Regions from separate parts of the Mus musculus genome. Here regions 2 and 3 are each linked to region 1. Evidence: chromatin contacts called from public promoter capture Hi-C data. All regions are on one chromosome and are shown on one strand. Each heading gives the region's core, a stretch centred on a gene start, on an enhancer-like site or on the middle of the called end of the contact. The rest is flanking DNA. Distances are from core to core; before and after follow the strand shown. Region 1 holds the start of Map4k1 (mitogen-activated protein kinase kinase kinase kinase 1). Region 2 has its middle 13 kb from the start of Polr2i. Region 3 holds the start of Kmt2b (lysine (K)-specific methyltransferase 2B).

Region 1 (4,078 bases), core at 591-3,090:
TTGCTATTTTCTTTTTAAATAAATCTGTAGGAAGCTTTATTACATTCATTCGATCTTAAAATAAATAAGTTAGTCCCACCCACTGGAACTACCCAGATAGCTGATCAATTAACTGTACAACATCCAGTAAATGTTTTTCCTAACATGGGCCTCTAGCTAGCCCTACTTGAGCCCCTGGTCATGTCTAGGATGCCTCCAACCTCAGTCAGTCTCTGCAGCCCGTATGTTTTCCTGAACACCTTCTCTTCGATCCCGTTCTGACCCAGTTCCATCCTCTCCTGCCTATCTCAATACGTGGCTTGACCTGACCAGGCCCTGATCGCTCCTTATTGTCACTATCTGCTGAATGGGGTTGTCGCCAGGATGGAATGGGAACCTAAGTCCAGGAACGCAGGACCGGTTCCCGTTTCCATCACCTCCGGTCCCCACTGGCCAAATAGACATCAGAAAACACTATGTAGGATGGTCCACAAGGACAGAGAAGGAAGAGACTAAAAGACACCGGGAGTCTGTGGCAGCAGAAAAGGTAAAGTTGAGGGACGGAGAGAAACTTGGAGAAACTCCATCTCTGGAGGAGCGTGGAGCCCTGGCCACCCCTGGCTGGCTCCCCGTCTTCTCCACCCCGCTTGGCCAGAGAGCGCCCTTCAGCGGAATTCAGACCTGTCGATACCCTTGAGCAACTTGCCCACGTTCGCTCTCATCTGCTCAAACATCGCCATGATCACTGTTGCCTTCGGCAGCCTCAGCTGGAGTCGAACACCAGGCACGGTGCTTAGCACTAGAGGACCGGAAGAGAGGTGTAGGAAGCGGAACCTGCGTCACACCCTCCCTCCAGCTCCTACAAGGAAGGCAAAGGGAAAGGCGCTTTCAGCACCAGCGCCGGTTGTTTTTTTTTTTTTTTTTTTTTGTCTACCACGTGATTTCCTTCCAGCAGTTGTAACTTGCGCATGCGCAATGAGCTCACTTAAAAGAGACCAATAGCGTGAGAAAAGGTTTAGTCTGCCTTACTACGCAGGCGCCAGGAGGCGGGCTAAGCTTTTCCCGGGCCGCGCAAACTTAGTACTTAAGCTTCTGACGCGCGTGCGCTGGAGTTGTACGGGGAAAGGAGACTTTATTTTCTCTACGCATGCGTAGCCTTAAGCGTTTAGCCCCGTGAAGGGTTGCTGTTTCCTTTTCTTTGAGTTTAGTCGGGTGGGAGATGCTCTCTGAAGCCCTTCTTGTCTCCGACTTGGGTGCCTGAGACAGCATCTTGTATGTATCTTCACTTCCTCGCTGGTCCCCACTCGGTTCCGTACTGCTACAGTGCTGTTAGGAGGCCGGGAAGGCAAAAGACACCTGTAGTCTCCATCGGCTCTGCGTAGGGGCTACTAACAAGTGTTCCACGTCTGCCACAGATTCCCTACACGTTTGAAGCGTTGCACAGACATGTGCCATGCGGGCAGGTGCCCTGAGCTCAGCTGTCACTTAAGTCACATGCATGTGTCACGAGTAAACAGGTCTTCTGTGAAACCTAGCCAGCTTTGTGCAGACCTGCAACCTCTGGCTTGATTCCAGATCTTCAAGAACCCAGCAGAGGTTCAACCGTAACCTATGACTCCTCCCAAAATAGAGTGTTGGGGAGAGGGTGCTAGGTCAGCCCCAGGTTGCATTTAAGAACTTTTGCATCTTATTTACATAGTGTCCTTCAGTGGGTAAAGGGGAGTCCCATGGGTCCCAAGGCGATCAAACTCTCAGAACCCAGGGGACGGGGGTGGAGCCCTCTGTGCAGCCCTCTGCACAGCCCTGCAGCTGGGGCAGGAAGCGAGAGTGGGGAGGGGGAAGGCCACAGCCCACAGAGTCAAGGCGGGCCCAGGACTTGTGTGGAGACAGAAGGTAATACCAAAGCTTGAACCCTGAGGCCCTGTTGGCCCCCTGGGCACTGGCCCAGCCCCGGCCTCCAGGAATGGCCCTTGTGGACCCCGACATTTTTAATAAGGACCCTCGAGAACACTATGATCTACTGCAACGACTGGGTGGTGGAACTTATGGAGAAGTATTCAAGGTGAGAAAGCCCTTCTGTCTCCTCCACCACAACCCTGGGATAGTTGGGGAGAGGCTGGCAAGCAGGAGTGTAAGAGAATGCCAGGCCTTGGCCTTGGTTCAGAGATGCTGAGGATGGCAAGCTATGGAGTCTGCCTGATGACCAACTTCCCCTTTACAAGGCTCGCGACAAGGTGTCTAAGGACCTGGTGGCTTTGAAGATGGTGAAGATGGAGCCTGGTGAGAGCACCCCCAGAAACTTCTTCCCCATCCCCGCCCTTTCCTTCCTGGGATACAGGGACATTTCTGTAAGCCCCCGCTTGTAGCCCACCTTCGCTCTCCGGCCCCTCCCCACAGATGATGACGTCGCCACCCTTCAGAAGGAGATTCTCATGCTGAAAACTTGCCGGCACGCCAACATCGTGGCTTACCATGGCAGTTACCTCTGGTGATGTCTTAGCCCATCCCCCAACCCCAGCCCCTTAACTCTGACCAGGTCTCCACTCCTAAACTACCATTTGTGACCCAGATACCCTAACTTGACTTCCAACCTGAGGACTTTCACTTTTAATTGGGGCATCCCAGTCTGATTCCCAATCTGAAATTCTGCCTTTCTTACTGAGTGCCTGCTAATTTTTAAGGGCTAATCTAGAACCCTCCTCGTTGTTGTAATCAAATCTCTCACTAGTCTGCTCCCTGCATCACCCATTTTTATTCTGCTTCTTTAATTTGAGCTCTCAAATTTCTTGGCTCCCAAGATAATATCTCAGCTGCCTCAATAATGGCATCTTTTCCTCAAACCCGGGATTCTTTGTCTTGTCTGCTTCGCCATGGGTTCTCTGCCCTGTCCCCTAAATTACCTTGGGGTGGCAGTGGGGTGCTCTTGGGTTGGAACCCAAAGACCTAAAAATTGCTCTGGAATACACACTTCCTGGCTATCCTCAGCCTCTGCTGTCATGGGAACAGGACACTGTGTGGTGGGCGGGGGAGTGAGATAGCCCCGGGAGGTCTCACTACCATTGTAATCCCTGCTCTCTTGACGCCCTATAGGCTGCAGAAGCTGTGGATCTGCATGGAATTCTGTGGAGCTGGTTCTCTCCAGGACATCTACCAAGGTTAGAAGGACAAGGGGACAGAGGCCCCCTTCCACCACCAGTCCACCTCTCCTGTCTCTCTCTGTGCTTGTATCCTGGAAGCTGACTTCCCAGTCTACACCATACCATCAGCCCGTGCACTTGGCTGTTGCTGGGGATCCCATGATGGCCCTGCCCTCCAGCACCTGTGGGTCTTGCCTGTCTTTTCCTGGGCAATAATCCCCTTCACTTCCATGTCTCTATCTTTGTCTGGATGTCTATATTTTCTTGCCAAAAATTATTCCTGGGTTGGGGCAGTTTTGCATTTTCTTTTTTTCTTCTTTTTTGAGATGGGCTTCTCACTATCACCCCTGGTGTTGATATTCAAGGCATTTGCTACCATGCCTGGCCTATTTCTGCATTCTCCAACTCAGATTAGTTGTTCAGATTTTCAGGTAGGCAGTCAGTAAATTTCTGGGTCTAGCCTGCAGTCCACCTTTCAGGGAAATTTGAGGGTAGGAGTCCCATAGGCCTGTCATCCCTTCTGAGTCTCTCTCTCTCTCTTTCACACACACACACACACTTTTTTTTTTTTTTTTTTTTTTTTTTTTTTTTTTTTTTTTGCTATAGTGAGTTTTGAACCTAGAGTCTTACGTTTGCTAGGCAACCACTCTGAGCTGTATCCCTAACACCTACCTCTTTTTTTTTTAATTAATGACTTTATTCTTTGAGGGTTTAATTTAAATTAATTTATCTATTCTTTAAGAATTATAGGTAGACAATGTTTTTTTTTTTTTTTTTTTTTTGAGACAGGGTTTCTCTGTATAGCCCTGGCTGTCCTGGGAACTCACTTTGTAGACCAGGCTGGCTTCGAACTCAGAAATCTGCCTGCCTCTGCCTTCCAAGTGCTGGGATTAAAGGTGTGCGCCACCACGCCCAGCTCTGACAATGTATTCTTAACACATCCCTTCAATTTCTCGTAGATG
Region 2 (3,887 bases), core at 1,280-3,779, 1.2 Mb after region 1:
CAGGCATGGCTTGATGGTACAGGCCTATAGTCACAATATTCCACACTGGTTAACCTGGGATACACAGTGGCAGGATTTTTGCCCAGAACTACCATCCTCCCAGTGGCCTGACAAAATATCCCTCTGCACAATTCCCGGTATGGAAGGAGTAGGGGGTGGGAAGGACCTGGGATGACGACTACCTCCACTTGGGGGGACAGATAAGAAGGAAGAAGCTGAGATGTCGCGATGCTTTCTGGGAAATGAAGTCCTTTTAATTTGCCGGCAGCGTTGTACTGCGAGGGAGGGGGGGGGGGCGTGGGCTCAACGGCTGAACGACACGCTGCTGCCCCCTGGTGGACGCTGTGCGGTTACGGTCCAGGCGAGGGTCATTGAGATGAGGGAAAAGGGAGGACAGCCAGGTGGTGACCTGGAGAGCTGTGGGAATCTTTTCTGGAAAGAGTAGACAAACCTATGAGAGCGTTAGGGAATGAAAGAGTGATGGGAGAAAAGAAGGCGCCGCTCTGAGGGTTGCATGAAACAGAGTGGTCTATTCTATACCCCCAGATCCCAAAAAAGCTGGAATCAGTAACATAGGTCAGTATTTGCAAAGCTTGGTCAGAGGGTAAGGCAAGAAAATTAGGAGTTTAAGATCTGCCTTGGCATTCTTAAAATAATAAGCTAATTCATATAGAACTCATAGAATAATAAAAAGTAGGAGTAGAGCCAGACGGTAGTGGCACATACACAAAGGAGGCAGAGACAGGTGGAGCTCAGAGTGTGAGGCCAGCCTGGCCCACAGAGTGAGTTCCAGGACAGCCTGGACTACATGGAGTAACCCTGTCTTAAAAACAACAACAACGAAAAAACCAAACAAACAAAAGTAGGAGCTGGAGAGATGTCTCAGCAGCCAAGAGCACTGATGGGTTTGGTTGCCAGTGTGCACAATGGGCAGCTAACCACTGCCTATAGCCTAGGGACAGGGGATTGGATATTTGTAGCCTTCAAGAGGGCCTGCACTCATGTGCATACACTTGCATACAGAAACACACACAAACACACCAATAAAAATAATGAAAACACTTTTTAAAATTTTCAACAAAAAACCCAAGAAGGTCTAAAGTTTTGTCTCAGTGGTAGGATGTTTGCCTTGAATGCTCAAGGTCCTGGGTTCAATACTCAGCGTTGTCAAAACAAACAACAAACAAATAAAGCTAAGTAAACACATAAATAAGAGGATCGCCAGTCTGATGCTGGGAGTGTGGCGCTGTGGTGACTGCATGACCAGAATCCATCATGAGAGGATAGGGCGGTGGCTCAGTGGGTGACGGTGAGCTTCATGTACGTGAGGGCCTGCATTGCACCCCCAGCAGTGCCGTTCTCACGCACGAAGTATCTTTTCCATTGTCAGTTTACCACTTGATAACTGGGAGCCTTTGTTTATTTTTATTCATCTTTAGATTTTTTTCTTTTTTTTTGAGATTAATGTATGTTAATAGTTTTGCTTCATTTATGTCTGTGTAGCAAGCTCATGCAGGTAACACCCACCGATACTAGAAGAGGGTGCTAGAGCCCTAGGAACTGGAGTTACAAATGTGTGTGTGTGCACTGGGAATCGAACCTATGTCCTTCAGAAGTATAGTCAGTGCGCTTAATCTCTTAACCACTGAACCATCTCCACAGCTCTAATGGGAGGCTTTTGAAAGTCCTGGAAAGTTTGTGCTGATGTTTGGTAGATCTTGTGTGCAGTGGCTGTGACTTACCTGGAGCCCATACTGTGATTTTGAGTGGTCAGTGCACCAATGGGCAAAACGTGGTCCTCTTCTTCATCGTATGCACGTGCACTCTGAGGTCGGTCAGGCCCTCGGTGCTCCCAGATGAGTTCTCTTGCTGAATGGAGGTTGGCATGTGTTACAGTCTGGACCCTAAGTGTCCCCCCAAAGGCTCACAGTTTGTCTGTGTTGTTATGACAGACGGTGTGTACTGGCTGGTTTTGTGTGTTAACTTGACACAGGCTGGAGTTATCACAGAGAAAGGAGCTTCAGTTGAGGAAATGCCTCCATGAGATCCAACTGTAAGGCATTTTCTCAATTAGTGATCAAGGGGGAAAGGCCCCTTGTGGGTGGTGCCATCCCTGGGCTGGTAGTCTTGGTTCTATAAGAGAGCAGGCTGAGCAAGCCAGGGGAAGCAAGCCAGTAAAGAACATCCCTCCGTGGCTTCTGCATCAGCTCCTGCTTCCTGACCTGCTTGAGTTCCAGTCCTGACTTCCTTTGGTGATCAACAGCAACATGGAAGTGTAAACTGAATAAACCCTTTCCTCCCCAACTTGCTTCTTGGTGCAGGAATCGAAACCCTGACTAAGACACAGTGGAACCTCTAACTGGAAACTAGATGAAGGACAAGAGGGTGTGATGGTGCATGCTTGCAGGGGATGATAGGATCCTAGCCTGTTTCTCGGCTTCCCGGGCTACTGTGAGAGGTGCAGCGTTGCCACAGGCCCTTTGGTGCGGTATTGTATCACCACAGGCTGAGATAGTAAGAGTAAGAAGGTCACATAATCACAGGTGGAAATCCCTGCGACCGTGAGCCTTTCCACTTCTGCCCTACTTGTGATGTGTCAGGTCTAGGACCTCATGACCGCTCAGCAGCTCTGCCTCACTGAGCTGCGCCCAGCCTCCTTCCCTCTGTGCGTGTCTCAGGTAGGGCTGAGGGTTAAAGTGCTTGCCGAGTGGAATTTGCATGCCCACTGAACATCAGGAAGGAGAGAGGTCTCCAGGGCAAGCTTCCCAGCAACACTAGGCAGATCAGTGAGCTCTGGATTTGATTGAGACGCCTGCCTGCATGACGGAGCTGGGGTGGGGGTGGGGTGGGGGTGGGGAAGTAACAGAGCAATTCCTAACGTTAACTTCAGATCTCCACAAGCATGCCTATATACACAGATACACACATACCCATGCGTGTTCACACATGCAAATATGCCAACATACATGAACACACACCAACACACACAAAGGAAAAAATTAACTCAGGTATTTGTCACAATAGAAAGCTGACAAATAAGCTGGTGGGAAAGTTGGGGCAATCCTCTCGCTTGTTGGGTTGAGGGCAGCGGGCAGTGGGCAGCAGGCAGCGGGCTGGGGTGGGAGCGGCAGCATGTTCTATGGATGTATTTCTTGTAATGTTTGATGGCACTCAGTATGTGCAAATCTGCGGGCAGTTTCTGCATGCGGTGTCTCCTGACTGTGTTTGGGGTTGGTGAGTTTCCACGGGTTGAGTGTCCTATCACAGTGAGCCCATCTACTTTGTGGTTAACACCAGCTGTGTGCCCAAGCTCCCCGGCACTTTCCTCCGTTCCTGTAACTTACTGTAGCTGCTCTCAATGTTACTGCTTCCTCCTCCTCCTTCAGAAGTTATAATTAAGCAATTACAACAATTACACCACTTTCCAAAGAGTCGTTCTACCAAGAATCCCTTCACAGAGCTAACGAGGATTATTATTTAACGGGCAGGTCCATGCCCCCGTGACTCACAGTCCGCAGAACACACGGGCTGCGCAGGCATCACACACCCTAGGACACAATGTTCTCGGCCAGGCTATACAATGGTACGTATCTGCTCCAGTGGATACTTTATTTACTTATTTTTCTCTGCTTGGGATGGAACCACATGTTAGGCGAATACTCTTACAACTAAGCAATATTCCAAGCGCTCCTTTACTTTAGTAAGAGAGAGGAATGAGGGCAGGCTGGTGCCACCAGATCTTGTTGGAGGTTGGGTGGGTAGGTTTCGGGGGTTCTCTTGGCTGAAGGATGCTTGTTATTTATTGTAAAGGGGTTAGTTACAATGGTCTTGATCGGGGGTTACACTCAGGGGTTACACTCTTTCCTTTCCTCTATCCTTTTTTTCTT
Region 3 (4,121 bases), core at 626-3,125, 1.6 Mb after region 1:
GGGGGGTTGGGGTGCTTGGGACCGCCGGAGAAGTTCAGTCAGTGCCTGCACCATCCGTTCTGTGCCCTCCTCACCCCGTTTCCGAGTAGGGGCCTTTGGGGGGACAGGAGTCACATCTGCTAGGCGAGGAGGAAGGGGGGTCGTCTTATGCTTGCGGCCCCGACCCCGAGGGGCTCGACCTAAAAGGAGAACAGTTGTGGGGAGATGGGTCAAACTGGCCCTTCAGTCTTAAGAAAAGCACCCCAGAAAGACAGGATACTAAGTCTTACTTGTCTGTTTTTCCCCACAGCCCAGGCTACCTTGGACTGAACACAGGACACTCAGTAACTGGTAGAGACTAGCTGAACACAAAGGGCAAGAACCTTCCCGCAACACTAGAGAGGTAGAGTTTCCCCATCACTCACCTCGCTGGGACCGAAGCGCAGAGCGCAGGGAACTGGGGGCCACATCTTCATCTGAATGAAAACCCTGAAACTCCTGATTTAGGGGACCAAGGGTGAAGGGGAGAAACAGCAGTCAGTACCAAAGCCCTGGTTCCATCTGGGCTTCAGGTGTTGCAGATATGATAGTTATCGTCCACCTTAACATACTCCTCCTCATTTACCAAAGAACTTAAAAGACTGAGGCAAGGTCAGAAGGAATAAAGGTACAAGGCGTTCTTGAACCAGACCATTCCAGCACAGCCATCAGTAATTCACTAGCCCAGAAGAAAACACTAGAGGGTCTCCTCGAGTTAAGCAATAGGCATTACAATGAGGGCTAATTCCAACTTAAAACAAAGTAGGTCCTCCATTTACACCCTTGCAGGGCATTCTTAAAAATGGGGAGTGTTTGGGGGAGATGAGAGGTGGAGCAGATGGTTTATCATATTAGAATCCACTCTGAGCCCTCAGAGGACAGCTAGCTCTCCTAAGCAATAGAATCCACACCCTCCTGCCTTCTCCAAAAGGCTGAGAGGGATAAACCATGACTGCACTCACTCCAGATTCAAGACTCAGCATTCATTCTATCCCTCTTCAACCCGCGCCTAAGAAGCCTCCACCACTCTACCTTAGAACCAGAGAGCAACTGGGGCCCTGGTGGAACCAGGGCAGGGATATGTCGCGGATTTTAAGGGCCAAGGAGGCAGCCTGCAAGTAAGAGCCCAGGAGGCTCTCTAGCCTTGGTCAATTAAGGCCACGCTGCTGCTGTCAACCACCGCTGGTCCGGCATGCAATCCCTATGGCCTCTTCACCCACTCCTGTCCTGCTCTGCCATTGCTACCGCGAAAGATCAGCTCAGGACACCAATTGGGCTCCAGGCGTCTAGCTGCAGTCAGGGTTTCTCTGATCACTTTCAAAGGCCCTAGCTACCCAAACGCTCCACGCAGCCTGCTTCCTTCGTGCTTCTTTCCAGGAGCCCCGAGAATCCCACTTGTCCACAACACCCTTCGGAGCTATCCGGAGCCCTGCAAGCCCCTGGCCTCCGCCCTACCCGGCGCTAGAGACACCTCCGACCGCCTCACCTCCTCCTCGGATTCCCCGTCACTGCTCTCTTCCTCCGGCATGCAGCCTCGGTTCGGGCCCCAGCCCCGTCCCCGGCCGCGGCCTCGGCCTCGCTGAACTCGCGCACCAGCCCACAGGCGGCGGAGCCGGCGCAGGCCCCGGCGAAGACCCAGCAAACGGAGCAGGGCCGTGTCCTCCCCGGGCTCGGCTCCTCCCGGCCCCGCCGCGCCGCCACCGCGCCGCAGGGCTACCCGCACTCTTTCGGCTCCGTTGCCTCGGCCGCCGCGGCCCCCGCCCCCGCCGGAACCCCGCGGCCGGCCCGGGAAGCGGCCCCGTGCGGAGCCAGGCCCGGGGCAACTGCCGCCGCCCGCCGCCGCCGCCATCTTGGCACCGTGAGAGGGGCCGGGGAGGCGGGGGGAGGGGCAGCCCGTGCGCAGGGCCGGGGGGGAGGGGAGAGGAGGGGAGGAGGGGCAAAGCGGGGCGGCTGCGGCTCACGACAACAACCAGCGCCGCTGTGGGGCGGGCAGGAGCCGGGGGCTGGGCTGGCCACGCGCGGGGCACCACGGGAGCAGGAGTCCTGGGCCGGTCGGCCGTCACCCTCCAGCCGCACCTGAAGAGCGGACCCCGCGTCGCGGCCTGAGAGCGGGAGGCGCAAGGTCTTCTGGGGAATGTAGTCCAGTCGCCTTGCTCCTTCCGCCGACAGCTGGGGCGCGAGAACTGGGAATACCGGGTTGGCGACAGAGACCAGGAGAACCAGTTCCTGGTCTCCAGGAGGTGTGGTTCCCGGCTCAGACTCCTCCCATTGTTCTAGTCGGAACTAGCGACCTGCATGGACTACCATTCCCAGGGTCCTTCCCAGGGTACCGTTGGCTTCGGACCCTGGGAACCCGACGGACACACAGTAGACGAAGTTAGCTATTGCGCTAGGCGTTGGCTGAGGGGAGGGCGGCGGCGCTGGATTAGTCTCACTTCCAGGCGCAACCCGGTAGCCGCATTGCCCGGCGCGGAGGGGAGATGCTGGAGAGGCTAGTCTTCCGTCCCTTACTCGGAGGAGAGCAGACCGGTGGTCGAAATCCGGACCTCAGTCTGCGCTCCTCTCCAGCCCTAGACTACGCGCGCGGTAGATTGCTGTGGGAGGAACCAGAGTCTTGGGGCGCCTCAAAGCCACCTTTCCTCTCCCGCAGGGTCTGGAGCGCCTTTGCCGCGTGCTGCCCTCGGGAATTATACGAAGCCCCCCGGAAGGAGAAGTGTGACCCTCTGTTTATTGAATGGTGAATGGCCAGCAGGGGCCGCTACAGGGCAAGGGTGGAAACCCCCTAGCACAGAGGAAAAGTCTGGACTCGTCCTGACTGGAGCACAGGAAACTTTATTATAGTGATGAAATTGACAGTCCCCAGTTAATCTTCACCGAGTTAATTGTCCTTTAACTCGGGCTCGCCAGGCCGAGGCTTCTGCAACTCGCTTGTCCCGGAAGGGTTCGTAGCTCCTGTCTCGCAGTTCTTCTGTGGTTAAATTTGCCAGGCCGCCCTAGCTGAGCCCTTCTGCCTTTCATTCTTTGGACTCTTTGTCAAGCCAGAGAAGCTACCAACACCCGGTCAGGTGGCAGCAGAGGAGGTAGGACTACCGGGAGAGCTGGAGGCCCGGGTCGGCCTCGAGGAAGAGTAGAGGAAGGTGGAGCGTATGGTCCATCCAGGCGGCAGCCGGCTGGGCGAGTGGCCACGCATGTGCGCCTGCATGGAGGCCAGGCTAGGGCAGCCAGCCCTGCACAGAGGGCATCGATAGGGAGCAGCCCCATGTGTCCTCAGGTGCTTGGTCATGGCAGAGAAATCCCGGGAGCGCTGAGGACAGAGGCTACAGGAGAAGGGCTTCTCTCCTACAGGTGGAGGAGAAAGCCAGAGAAGGAAGAAATGGGCGAAGGCTCTCCAAGCTAGGGGTGCGTCGAGCAATAGGGCAAGGGAGGAGCTGGCAGGCCGGCGATGGAAACGAAAAAGATAAATTCACACTGGGCAGGATGCCCATACCTGTGTGGACTCGGTAATGTGTCTCCATCTGATGCTTGAGTGAAAACCTCTTTCCACACACAGAGCAAGAATAGGGCCGAGAGCGAGCAGGAGAGGGTAAAGGAGGGTGTTGGTGAGATGGGCAGTTCAGTGTGCGCTCCTGACTCACACAGGTTGCCAGTGTGCCTGTGTGGACAGAGAAATGGCGTGACCCAGACAGAATCCCTGAGGCCGAATCAATACAATGTCTAAACGATTTGGTGAGGAGAGGGGAGGCGGCAGCTCTCACCCTACTTACCTGTGAACCCTTGCCCAGACGTTTCTATCTGCCAAGGGCTGAGGGTTTCAGTGCCCTGGGGAAAAGATCCTGGAAACAGAGTGAAGTAGGGGCCCTGCTAAGGCTGGACTCCTGGAGCCCAGCCACTGGGCAAAAGCCCTGTGTGGAATACTGAGGGGCTTACCTGGAGTGGGGCTAGAGGAAGCCAGCTGATTCTGACTCCAGAGAGCTTTGGAGTGGTTCAAGGTCAGTGGGATCCTGGGTGGAGAAGAATTACAGTCTTGGCAAAGCCTGAGAACCTAACTGACTCTGGCCTGTCTTGTGATGACAATATTTGTTGTCTCTAACTCAGGAAATGTA

Evidence for each region. Promoter capture Hi-C pulls out the DNA fragments that hold promoters and counts their contacts.
Region 2: a promoter capture Hi-C map of liver shows a contact between it and region 1, with 3 times the contacts expected there. The contact joins the enhancer-like site here to the promoter of Map4k1 in region 1. A contact is called at or near these places in 5 of 39 promoter capture datasets (the C10 cell line, hippocampal neurons, liver and 1 more), 2 of 115 datasets of contacts at active chromatin or transcription factors (large pre-B cells and pancreatic cancer cells) and 1 of 9 other capture datasets (liver).
Region 3: a promoter capture Hi-C map of cranial neural crest shows a contact between it and region 1. The contact joins the promoter of Kmt2b here to the promoter of Map4k1 in region 1. A contact is called at or near these places in 2 of 39 promoter capture datasets (the C10 cell line and cranial neural crest).

The regions. Positions count from the first base shown.
Region 1 is chr7:28,981,014-28,985,091 of GRCm38.p6, forward strand. It overlaps Map4k1 (mitogen-activated protein kinase kinase kinase kinase 1), which reads left to right and starts at 1,841. Exons shown (of 32, transcript NM_008279.2): 1 at 1,841-2,041; 2 at 2,202-2,259; 3 at 2,377-2,467; 4 at 3,070-3,134. The coding sequence starts at 1,943. Eif3k (eukaryotic translation initiation factor 3, subunit K) reads right to left here and starts at 875. Exons shown (of 8, transcript NM_028659.3): 1 at 661-875. The coding sequence starts at 719.
Region 2 is chr7:30,216,687-30,220,573 of GRCm38.p6, forward strand. No RefSeq gene overlaps it. Among named protein-coding and RNA genes, the nearest start is that of Polr2i, 13 kb to the right of the region's middle. Within about 2 kb of position 2,530, at least 185 of the 459 cell types and tissues checked have an H3K27ac peak or open chromatin away from gene starts, as enhancers often do. A contact at or near this core is called in hippocampal neurons and liver, where this site is marked.
Region 3 is chr7:30,586,851-30,590,971 of GRCm38.p6, forward strand. It overlaps Kmt2b (lysine (K)-specific methyltransferase 2B), which reads right to left and starts at 1,876. Exons shown (of 37, transcript NM_029274.2): 1 at 1,505-1,876; 2 at 405-477; 3 at 1-179. The coding sequence starts at 1,867. Zbtb32 (zinc finger and BTB domain containing 32) reads right to left here. Exons shown (of 6, transcript NM_021397.2): 3 at 3,946-4,019; 4 at 3,783-3,851; 5 at 3,506-3,670; 6 at 2,831-3,357. The coding sequence ends at 3,080. Gm32082 (a long non-coding RNA gene) reads left to right here and starts at 1,929. Exons shown (of 3, transcript XR_003946734.1): 1 at 1,929-2,469; 2 at 2,669-2,755; 3 at 3,364-3,509. Mir3569 (microRNA 3569) reads left to right here and starts at 2,530; the gene lies at 2,530-2,587.